Linked DNA regions of Sus scrofa: region 2 is linked to region 1. The links are chromatin contacts, called in public Hi-C maps. All regions are on one chromosome and are shown on one strand. The core of a region is the stretch at or near the end of the contact, and the rest is flanking DNA. Distances in the headings are between cores, read along the strand shown. Region 1 holds the start of TMEM240 (transmembrane protein 240). Region 2 holds the start of LOC110261347.

The links. A called contact is a pair of places that touch in the nucleus more often than the background predicts.
Region 2: a Hi-C map of epiblast stem cells shows a contact between it and region 1, with 2.5 times the contacts expected there. The contact joins the promoter of LOC110261347 here to the promoter of TMEM240 in region 1. A contact is called at or near these places in 1 of 47 Hi-C or Micro-C datasets (epiblast stem cells) and 1 of 2 datasets of contacts at active chromatin or transcription factors (alveolar macrophages).

Annotation. Positions count from the first base shown.
Region 1 is chr6:63,725,752-63,729,910 of Sscrofa11.1, reverse strand. TMEM240 (transmembrane protein 240) reads left to right here and starts at 2,454. Exons shown (of 4, transcript XM_021097457.1): 1 at 2,454-2,706; 2 at 2,922-3,028. The coding sequence starts at 2,650. SSU72 (RNA polymerase II subunit A C-terminal domain phosphatase SSU72) reads left to right here. Exons shown (of 5, transcript XM_003127502.5): 4 at 1-55; 5 at 1,126-1,593. The coding sequence ends at 1,227.
Region 2 is chr6:63,861,067-63,865,323 of Sscrofa11.1, reverse strand. LOC110261347 reads right to left here and starts at 2,126. Exons shown (of 3, transcript XR_002345412.1): 1 at 1,930-2,126; 2 at 1,223-1,421. NADK (NAD kinase) reads left to right here and starts at 1,187. Exons shown (of 12, transcript XM_021097484.1): 1 at 1,187-1,328; 2 at 1,521-1,576.

The sequences.
Region 1 (4,159 bases), core at 1,205-3,704:
CAACCACGAGGAGGCCACGCTGGGGGCCTTCCTCATCTGTGAGCTCTGCCAGTGCGTGAGTATCAGCCCCGCCCCTGCCACGCTGTCACCGTGAGAGTGGCGCTCCCACCGTGCGGCTCCTCTGCAAGTGTTAGACCCCCCTGCGCAGAGGCGCCCACAGGTTTGAGGGTCCACCTTCGAGCTTCTGGACTTGATGGCAGTGGGAGCGACCCACTCGGCATGCGGCCTCAGGACCTGTTGTCCTGGACGTCTGGCCCTCCCCGAGTGGCCCTGGGTGTCCTCCCTAGATGCTTTTAGGCAGCTGTGCTCAGAGCCACACTTTTTCTCTCAAAGGTCACAAAGGGACCTTCTCCAGGAGAGATGCACTGTCTTGTCTTCAGCCCCTGGTTTCTGCATTTAGGTTGGTGGGCTGTGGGTGACAGGAAAGTGAAAGAAGCAGGGGGCTTCACTGAGAAGTCTGGGGTCAGGCAGGCCCAGATGGCTTTGCTGTGTGAGTCCAGGCCCTGTGCTCCTGTTGCTGAGCCAGCGCAGCTTCTGCCTCCGAGGTGCCTCGTGGTCCAGGGTGGCTGCCGAAGCTCCAGCATTTGTGCCCGTGATCGGGTCATCATGCAAGAGAAAAAGCAGAAGGGGACAACGTGTCCCAGAAATTGCACACACCCCCACCCCTTTCTCACTGGCAAGAATTTGCAGAGGAGCCAGCCCCCAGCAGGGCGCGCGTGCTGTCAAGCCGCCGGGGGCTGACCCCTGGCAGCCCCTGCTCCTCCCAGGGCAGTGCTTCTCCACCGAGAGGTCCAGGCACATTCGCACACGCGGAGGGCCGCTTGGGGGGGTGGGGGGTGGCGACATCCTAGCGTGGGTAGGTCCCTGGGGCTTCCTCACTGGGTGACTGCAGCAAGAGGCCCCCTCCCCGTGGGGTCCGCTCCTTTACAAAGTAGGGCCAGTACAGGCGCCAGGCGTCTGTGGTGCGTGTCCCCATGACCTTGGAGCCAGGCCTACGGAGCTGCAGCAGCCCCATGCCCATCCCCACGCTGCAGCCCCCGCCCCCCGCCCCCGCTGCCCTCTCGTGGGCCAAGCACCCCCAGGAGACACGGGGCCGGCAGCTGAGTGCCCTTGTGCGCTTTGCAGATTCAGCACACGGAGGACATGGAGAACGAGATCGACGAGCTGCTGCAGGAGTTCGAGGAGAAGAGCGGCCGGGCCTTCCTCCACACAGTCTGCTTCTACTGAGCCCGCGCCTGCCGCCCCCACCGCCCGGAGCCGCCCCTGGACTGCCCTCCGCTCCTCCGCTGTCCTCTGGCCTTGTCTCTCCCTCGAGTGCCGCTGGCGGACGGGGGCGGTTCCCTCACAAACTGTGCCCGTGAAACGAGAGGATAGACACAAATGCCAGATGCAAAACAATCAGGTTTCTTCTGTCCTGCTCTTACTCCTAAGTGGGATGTTGATTATCGAGTTTTTGTCTTTAACCAAAAAAGAGAAAAACGGTTCATCGCACATCCCCCCGAATGCCTGCCGCTCACGGACCGTCCCTCACTGGCTGGAATGTGCAAATCCATGAATAAAGCAACAGGCTGGACTTGGGGGAGAGACCCCGCAGTGCTCCGCTCACTGTTGCCCGTCTCTCGGCCCTCGGGCAGCGTCCGAGGCCTGGGGGTCCGGCCGAGCTTCCTAGCCGGCCCCGAGGGCCTGCTGTCCACTGGGATCCTGGAAGAAAGTGGGACCTGCCCCAGGGCTGGGGTGGGCCGCGCGTCCCTGGTCACCCTCCTGGTTTCCGCTGCCCTGGAAAACCTCGGGACCGCCGTGGGGAAGACGGGAGGCTCCTGTGTGGGGGTCGGGGGTCGTGCTGAGGATGAGGGGTGGGCTCGGGGACCCCAACCCCCCAGCATCATGGGGCAGCCGGATCAGGGCCACCGCCTGGGCCTCTGACCTCCCAGGCCGACACCCTAGGAGAGCCGGCCTGGGCTGGCCCTGCCCGCAGAGGGTCTCCTTCGAGTCACGTGGCCTGGCTCCAGAGTGACCTCCCTGGCAGCTTGCCGGCCACCCTACAGCCCACTCCCTCTGCGGGCGGCCCTTCACCCGCCCGCCCGCAGCCCCGCGACCCCGGGCCTGGAGGAGGGGCCTCCAGCCGAGAAGTGGGGAGGAGGAGTGCGGGAGGAAGCGCGGGCCTCTTCGGGATCGCCCCAGCTGCTCGGGCCGCGGCCCCGCGCGGTCCAGGGGCGCTGGGCAGGCAGCCAGGGCCGGGGCGGGCCGGATGGGGGCGAGCGGGCCCTGCGGTCCCCCCGGGGGGGGGGTCCGGCCGGCGTCGCGCGGGCGGGCGGCCGCGGGCGGCGAGGGCCCTCCCGGGAGGCGGGCGCGGGGGAGGCCGCGGGGGGAGGGGGCCGGAGCCGCGCCGCGCGCAGGGCGGGAGGCAGGGCCGAGGGCGGAGCGGAGCGCGGCGGGCGCGGCGAGCGCGCGGGCCGGGCGGCCGAGGACCCCGGGAGCGCCGCGTCCCCTGCCCCGCGCCGGCCCCGCACCTCCTCCCCGGCCGGCGGCGGCGGCAGTGGGTGCGCGGCGGGCTGACCTCTGCGGAGGCGGCGGGGGCTCCGCATCGGGCCGGGGCCGGGGGGCGCCGGGGCCGGGGGGCGGCGCTCCGGCCCGGCCCGGCCCCGCCCGATGTCCATGAGTGCGAACACCATGATCTTCATGATTCTGGGGGCGTCGATCGTGATGGTGAGCGGAGGGGCTTCCCGCGCGCCCGCTCCCCGCACCTGCTCCCGCCTCCCGCGCCCGGCGCCGCCTCCCCCTCCCGCGCCTTGTTTACTGGCCCGCGCGGCCTGCGTTCCCCCAGCCCCGCGCCCCGGCGCTCCCCCGGCCCCAGCGCGCCGGCCTCCGCCCGGGGGCCCCGGCCCGGCTGCTCAGCGCTGACCGGTCATGGGCTCTTCCAGGCCATCGCGTGCTTGATGGACATGAACGCGCTGCTGGACCGATTCCACAACTACATCCTCCCGCACCTGCGGGGCGAGGACCGCGTCTGCCACTGCGACTGCGGCCGGTGAGTCTGCGCCCGGGGGGCACGCGCGTGACCACGCATGTGGGGCGGAGGTGGGGCCCGCTGGGGCGGCCAGGCCGCAGGCCCCGCTAGGCCGGGCCCGCGGGGGCTGCCCTGCCGGGCGAGGCGGGGGGGGGGGAGCTGGCGCCAAGCCCAGTGGGGGAAGGACCGAGCGGCCTCCAGCCCCCACAGAGGTGCTCCGGAAGGGGGAGCACGCGCCGGGCGGTAAGACCCCCTCGGCAATGGTCTCCGGAGAATGAACCGGCCGCGGGGCGAGGGGCGGAATGGGTCCAGGGCCTCCTGGTCCAGGGCCGGGAGGCCAGGAGAGCAGCAGCCCAGCCTGGTGTCCCGGGAGGGATGCTGCGCTCCGCTGAGCCCACAGAGGACGGCCGTCCTCCTCCCTGGGCCCTGAGCTGTGTCGGTGAACTTTCCTGGGCGCCGGGTAGGGGGAGGCACGGAAGGTCAAGGTGGGCAGGGCCTACCTTGAAGGCATCAGGCCCAACTCCCTCGCCGGACCTGGGAGGAACTGAGGCAGGGGGTGGAGCTTGCTCAAGGTCACACAGAGGGAGGGGAGAGCCCAGGCCCCTACACTCTCCTTGTGACCCCTCCATTCTGTGCACATGTAGTGATGGAGTCTTCCTGGCCATGCATGTTTGTACGTCCATGTATGAAATAAACATCTTCTCATGAGACGCGCATGTGTGTACCGTCTGTGCCTGTACATGTGCGCACATGTGGCCCCCGCTCCCCCCGCAGGTGCGGCGCTCCGGGGCCGTGAGAGCCGACGGGCTGTCTGAGCACGCAGCCAGCGGGAACGTGTGTTCTTGACCCTGCCTCGGACCCTTGCTCCAGGGACATGTGTGCACACGTGGTGGTGTGGGGTGTGTGTGAGCGACGGGACGGTTTCATGCCTCACAAAGCATGCTCCATGCCTGTGTGTGCAGACTGGGGGGTGAAGCAGAACCCAGGCAGCGGGACAGGTGGCAACGGGAGTGTGAGCGACTCGTGTGTGTCGGCCGAGAATCACCAAGAGTTTGCGGGGGGGATCGGAGTTCCCGGCTGGTGTGCATGGCCCGAGGCAAAGGAAGGAAGGCAGGTCAGCTCCTTGCTTTCCTGGGCCCACCTGGACTGGGG
Region 2 (4,257 bases), core at 877-3,376, 140 kb before region 1:
ACATGCTGGCTGCAGGCCAGAAGCTGGGTGATGGAGGCAGTGGCCTCTGGACAGCCCGCGTCACTCACCTCCCCAGGGAGCCTCGGTGCCTCCCGGCCAGGCCTGTCACCCAGGCTCCTAGCCGCTTCCCCGTCTGGGTTCTGGGCAGCCTCCTTTCACCCCATTCCCGAGAGCTGGCAGGAGGAGCCCCTCCATACCCTGCCGCTCCCAATTCAGGACCATCCCCCTGCCTGCCTAAGTCCAGCTCTGGGCAGGCAGCCCTACCCACTGCACCCTCTATGGCCCTGCACCACGACCCCCGCTCGCCCCAATCTTTTGACCCTCAGAAGAGGATGGGTTCAGGTTTTGGGGGGCTAAAGCTCAAGCAGCAGGGGAGCCGTGTTTAGGAAAAAGCACAAAGAAACAAACACCAACTTAAGAGCGTCTACAGCTCTGGCACTGGGAGAGGTGGCACCCATGGCCTTTCCCAAACCCCGAGTCCCTCTGTGGCAGATCCCCTATCCTCTGCCCCGCCTGCACTGGCCTAACCACATGCAGCCCTACCCTCAAGCCGGCCGCTGGCCCCGCTGCTGGCCTTTCCCTCTCCCCACTCAGCCCGGCTCTTTCCAGCCCTGCCCTGGCGTCACCCCAAGCAAAACCTACTCTAGGAAGCTTCTGGAGGCCCTAAAGCGCCCCTCCCAGCACTGGCCTTCCTGATTGCAGGGTGTGAGCTGGCAGCTTGGAATCCCTGGGTGGGACCCAGGGCCTGCTGGGAGAAATTGCACAATTACACTCAGCTGAAGGAAGCCCGCACGCAGCCCCTGTTTTCTTACTTCTGAAATGGGGAAGCACTGTGGCCTGAAGCCTATGGCCAAGGCCCAGGCGGCACATTTCCGTGAGTAAGACGAGTAAGACGCACCTGTACAAGCTCCCTTTAGGGAGGGGTACACAGGATGCATGCCTGCTGTGTGCCGTGGCTGGCGACAAGGCTGGAACTCCTGCCTTGCAGCCTTCTGTGCAAAGTGCCCCCCCTGCTCTAGAAGGTTCCCAGGAGGCCTAGCCTAGCATTAGTATTGTTGACAATCATACTCCAACCCACAGCTCAAAAGGCTTTGCTTTTCTCAGGGTGTGGCTAATGGTCACTTTGGGGAAGTGGTTGAGTTTACAAAAGAGCCCGATGGGGAAGTTACAGAACTTGAGAAACCCCCTCCAGTTCCCGCCATCTGCCTCCCTCTCCACTCACCCTCGGTGACCCCACTGACCAGGGGTCCTAGGACAGCAGTGAGAGGTGTGTTCCAGGTCTCCAGACACAGGCCCAGGAGTCCTGGCTAGAGAAGACTCGCCCTCAGGTATGGGGGCGGGAAGGTAGAAGCCAGGCTGCTCAGAGGACTCTAGTCCACACATGGCCTCGGTCAGGTGCTTCTTGTCCCGGGAGCAGGGCTCTAGGAAGGAATAACGGCAGGCCCTGAGAGCCAGGCGATTACAAAGCCTGGTGCCTGGCCAGCCTCATCTACAGTGACCCTGCATCTGCTTGTTCCCAGACACGTCCCCGGAGAGAGGCACACAGCTGGGATCCCTGACGTCCGGCACCCAGGTGGTGGGTAACCAGTCAGTTTGGCGAGCCTTGGGGGAAAGGGCTTGGGGGCGAGGGGTGTGCAACGTCACCTTGGTCCCCCTCCTCTCTAGGTCCTCCAGTACGGGGCTCGCGGGTTAGGGAGAACAGTGTCAGCAGGTCCCTTGAGACCCCAGGCCCAGGTCTAGGTGTGCAGGGACCCGCCAAGCCGCTCAGGGTGGGCAAGCGCGGGCGGCCCAGGGGCACAGCTCTGTTGCTGCTGCGCATACCGACTTCTGCTTCCCAAAACACACTCCTGTTAAGCAGAGCCACGCCCTGGCAGTTACAGGGTCTGTGGCGGGTGGTGTCGCCACTCGCGGGGCCTGCAGTCAGCTCACCAGGCCCGCGGGGCAGAGAAGCGGGGGGCCGAATGGGGGGCGGGGCATGAGGCCCGAGAACGCGCTTCCGACGCGGCGCGGGGAGTGGGCACCAGGGTCCTCCCGGGGCTGCTGCGGAGGTGTTGGCAGCCGGGGTCCCGCCCCCAGGCCCGGGCGGACGCCCGTGCGGGCGGCCGCGGCGCGCGCGGGGCGGGGCGGGGCGCGTGCGTAGACGCGGGGGGCGGGGCGGTCTCCTACGCAGGCGCGCGGGTCCGCGCGGGGGTCAGCCGGGGCGCGCGTGCGCACTGGCGGCGCGGCGGCATCGCTACTCCGCGGGCCGGCGCCGCGGGCCGGGCGGCCGTGGGGCGGGGGGCGGCCATGGGGCGGGAGTCGGCCGCGGCGCCGGGAGCCGGCTAGCGACGGCGAGCGGCGGCGGGGCTGCGGAACCCGCGGGCGCGTCCCAGCGAGACGACGGCCCCGCAGGCGCCCGGGGAAGCGAACGGTGAGCGCGCGTCCCCTCGGCCCAGCCCGCCGCCCAGGGTCATGGGAGCGGGTGCTGGGGTCGCAGGGCCAAGGCGTCCCTGCCCACCGCACGGGTGTGGAGCTGGGAGGCGCTGGCCGGCCGCCCCTGCCTCAGGCTCGGCGCAGGTGTCGGGGCGGCCGGACGGAGTCCGCGCTGTGGGGACAGCTTGGAGGGTCCGGTCCTCAGGCGAGGCGGTCACTTAGGGGGTCACGTCGCGGTATGACTCCTGGGAAGGCGCGTCTGAGCTCGCTGCCCAGCGCCTCCCCGACGACCCGGCGGCTGGCCCGCTGGGTCCTGGCTGAGACCCTGTTCCCTTTGCCTTCCTGTCCGGCGCGCCGCGGTCCACGTGCGGGAGCGCCTCGCCCTGCTGGGTGCGCCCCACTCCGGCCTCCCCCCCCGAGCCTCCCGGCCGTGACCTCTGCTCTTGCCGCAGGGACTTGAGGGCAGGGACATGGGGGCGGGCAGCTCCGGGCGGCACGGACACGAGCTCCCCAGAAGAGGCCCCGGTGCTCTGGTCTCCGCTGAACTTGTGAGTGGGCTTGGTCCCGGTGCTTAACTCGCTCACCGCCTCGAGGGTTTTCGGGGAGGTGCCAGGAGCAAGCGGTGCCCCAGTAAGAAAGACGGGAACCCCGCGAAGGTCTGTTTAAGCTGCAGAATCAAGAGGCAGGTGGTTCTTCCCGCGGGTTGGTGCCCTCGCACCTTCTTGGCCTCAAGTCGGGGCTTCTCTCTGGACGCGGATGTTCCAGCGTCGGAGGGGGCATTGGCGGGGTTGGGGGGCGCTCTTCTGCCTGCAGGGTCTCCCTGAAGGCTTGCCCTCCCCTGCTGACCGGCACTGGCCCTCAAGGGGGTCGGGGGTGACTCCGGGATTCCTTTCTCTGGCTCACGCTCTGCTGTGTCTCCCAGACCCGCAGTTTCCCGGCCCGGGTACAGGCAGATAGGTGTTCAGACAGTTGGAGAGAAGCTGGGTGAGGGCGGCCTGGAGGGATGCGAAGCTCTGCCGCAGGTGGCATGGTACCCGCTTCCTTCCGAGCTAAGCAGCCACCCCTGTCCACCCGCCCCAGGTCTCTTATTTTGCTCCTTTGTGTGGCCCCCGTAGGCTGGCTCTTCGGTCACCTTTTGTGCCGAGCTTTCCAAAAGGCCTTTCTGGGTTCAGACCCCCTGGGTGACTGCCCAGTTTGATCAAGTCCTTGCCAGCACTTTGCTTTTTAGGGCTGCACCCACAGCATATGGAGGTTCCCAGGCGAGGGGCCCAATCCGAGCTGCAGCTGCTGGCCTTCACCACAGCCACAGCAATGCCAGAGCCGAGCCATGTCTTCGACCTATGGTAACACCGAATCCTTAACCCACTGAGTGAGGCCAGGGATCAAATCCACAACCTCATGTTTCCTCGTCGGATTCCTTTCCACTGCGCCACGATGGGAACTCCTCTGATGGAGAAGTTTTTAAATACTAGATTTGTGCTGTTAGGAACTTAATGAAACTTGGATGGAGTTAAAATTTCATCCTTTTAAAATAGTTAAGGCGTTCCCGTCATAGCTCAGTGGTTAACGAATCCAACCAGGAACCATGAGGTTTCGGGTTCTATCCCTAGCCTTGCTCAGTGGGTTAAGGATCCGGCGTTGCCGTGAGCTGTGGTGTGGGTCGCAGATGTGCCTCGGATCCCAAGTTGCTGTGGCTGTGGTGTAGGCCAGTGGCTACAGCTCCGATTAGACCCCTAGCCTGAGAACTTCCATATGCCGCGGGAGCAGCCCTAGAAAAGGCAAAAAGACCCCCCCCCCAAAAAAAAAAAACACAGTTAAAATAGGAAGTTCATGTTGTGGCAGAGC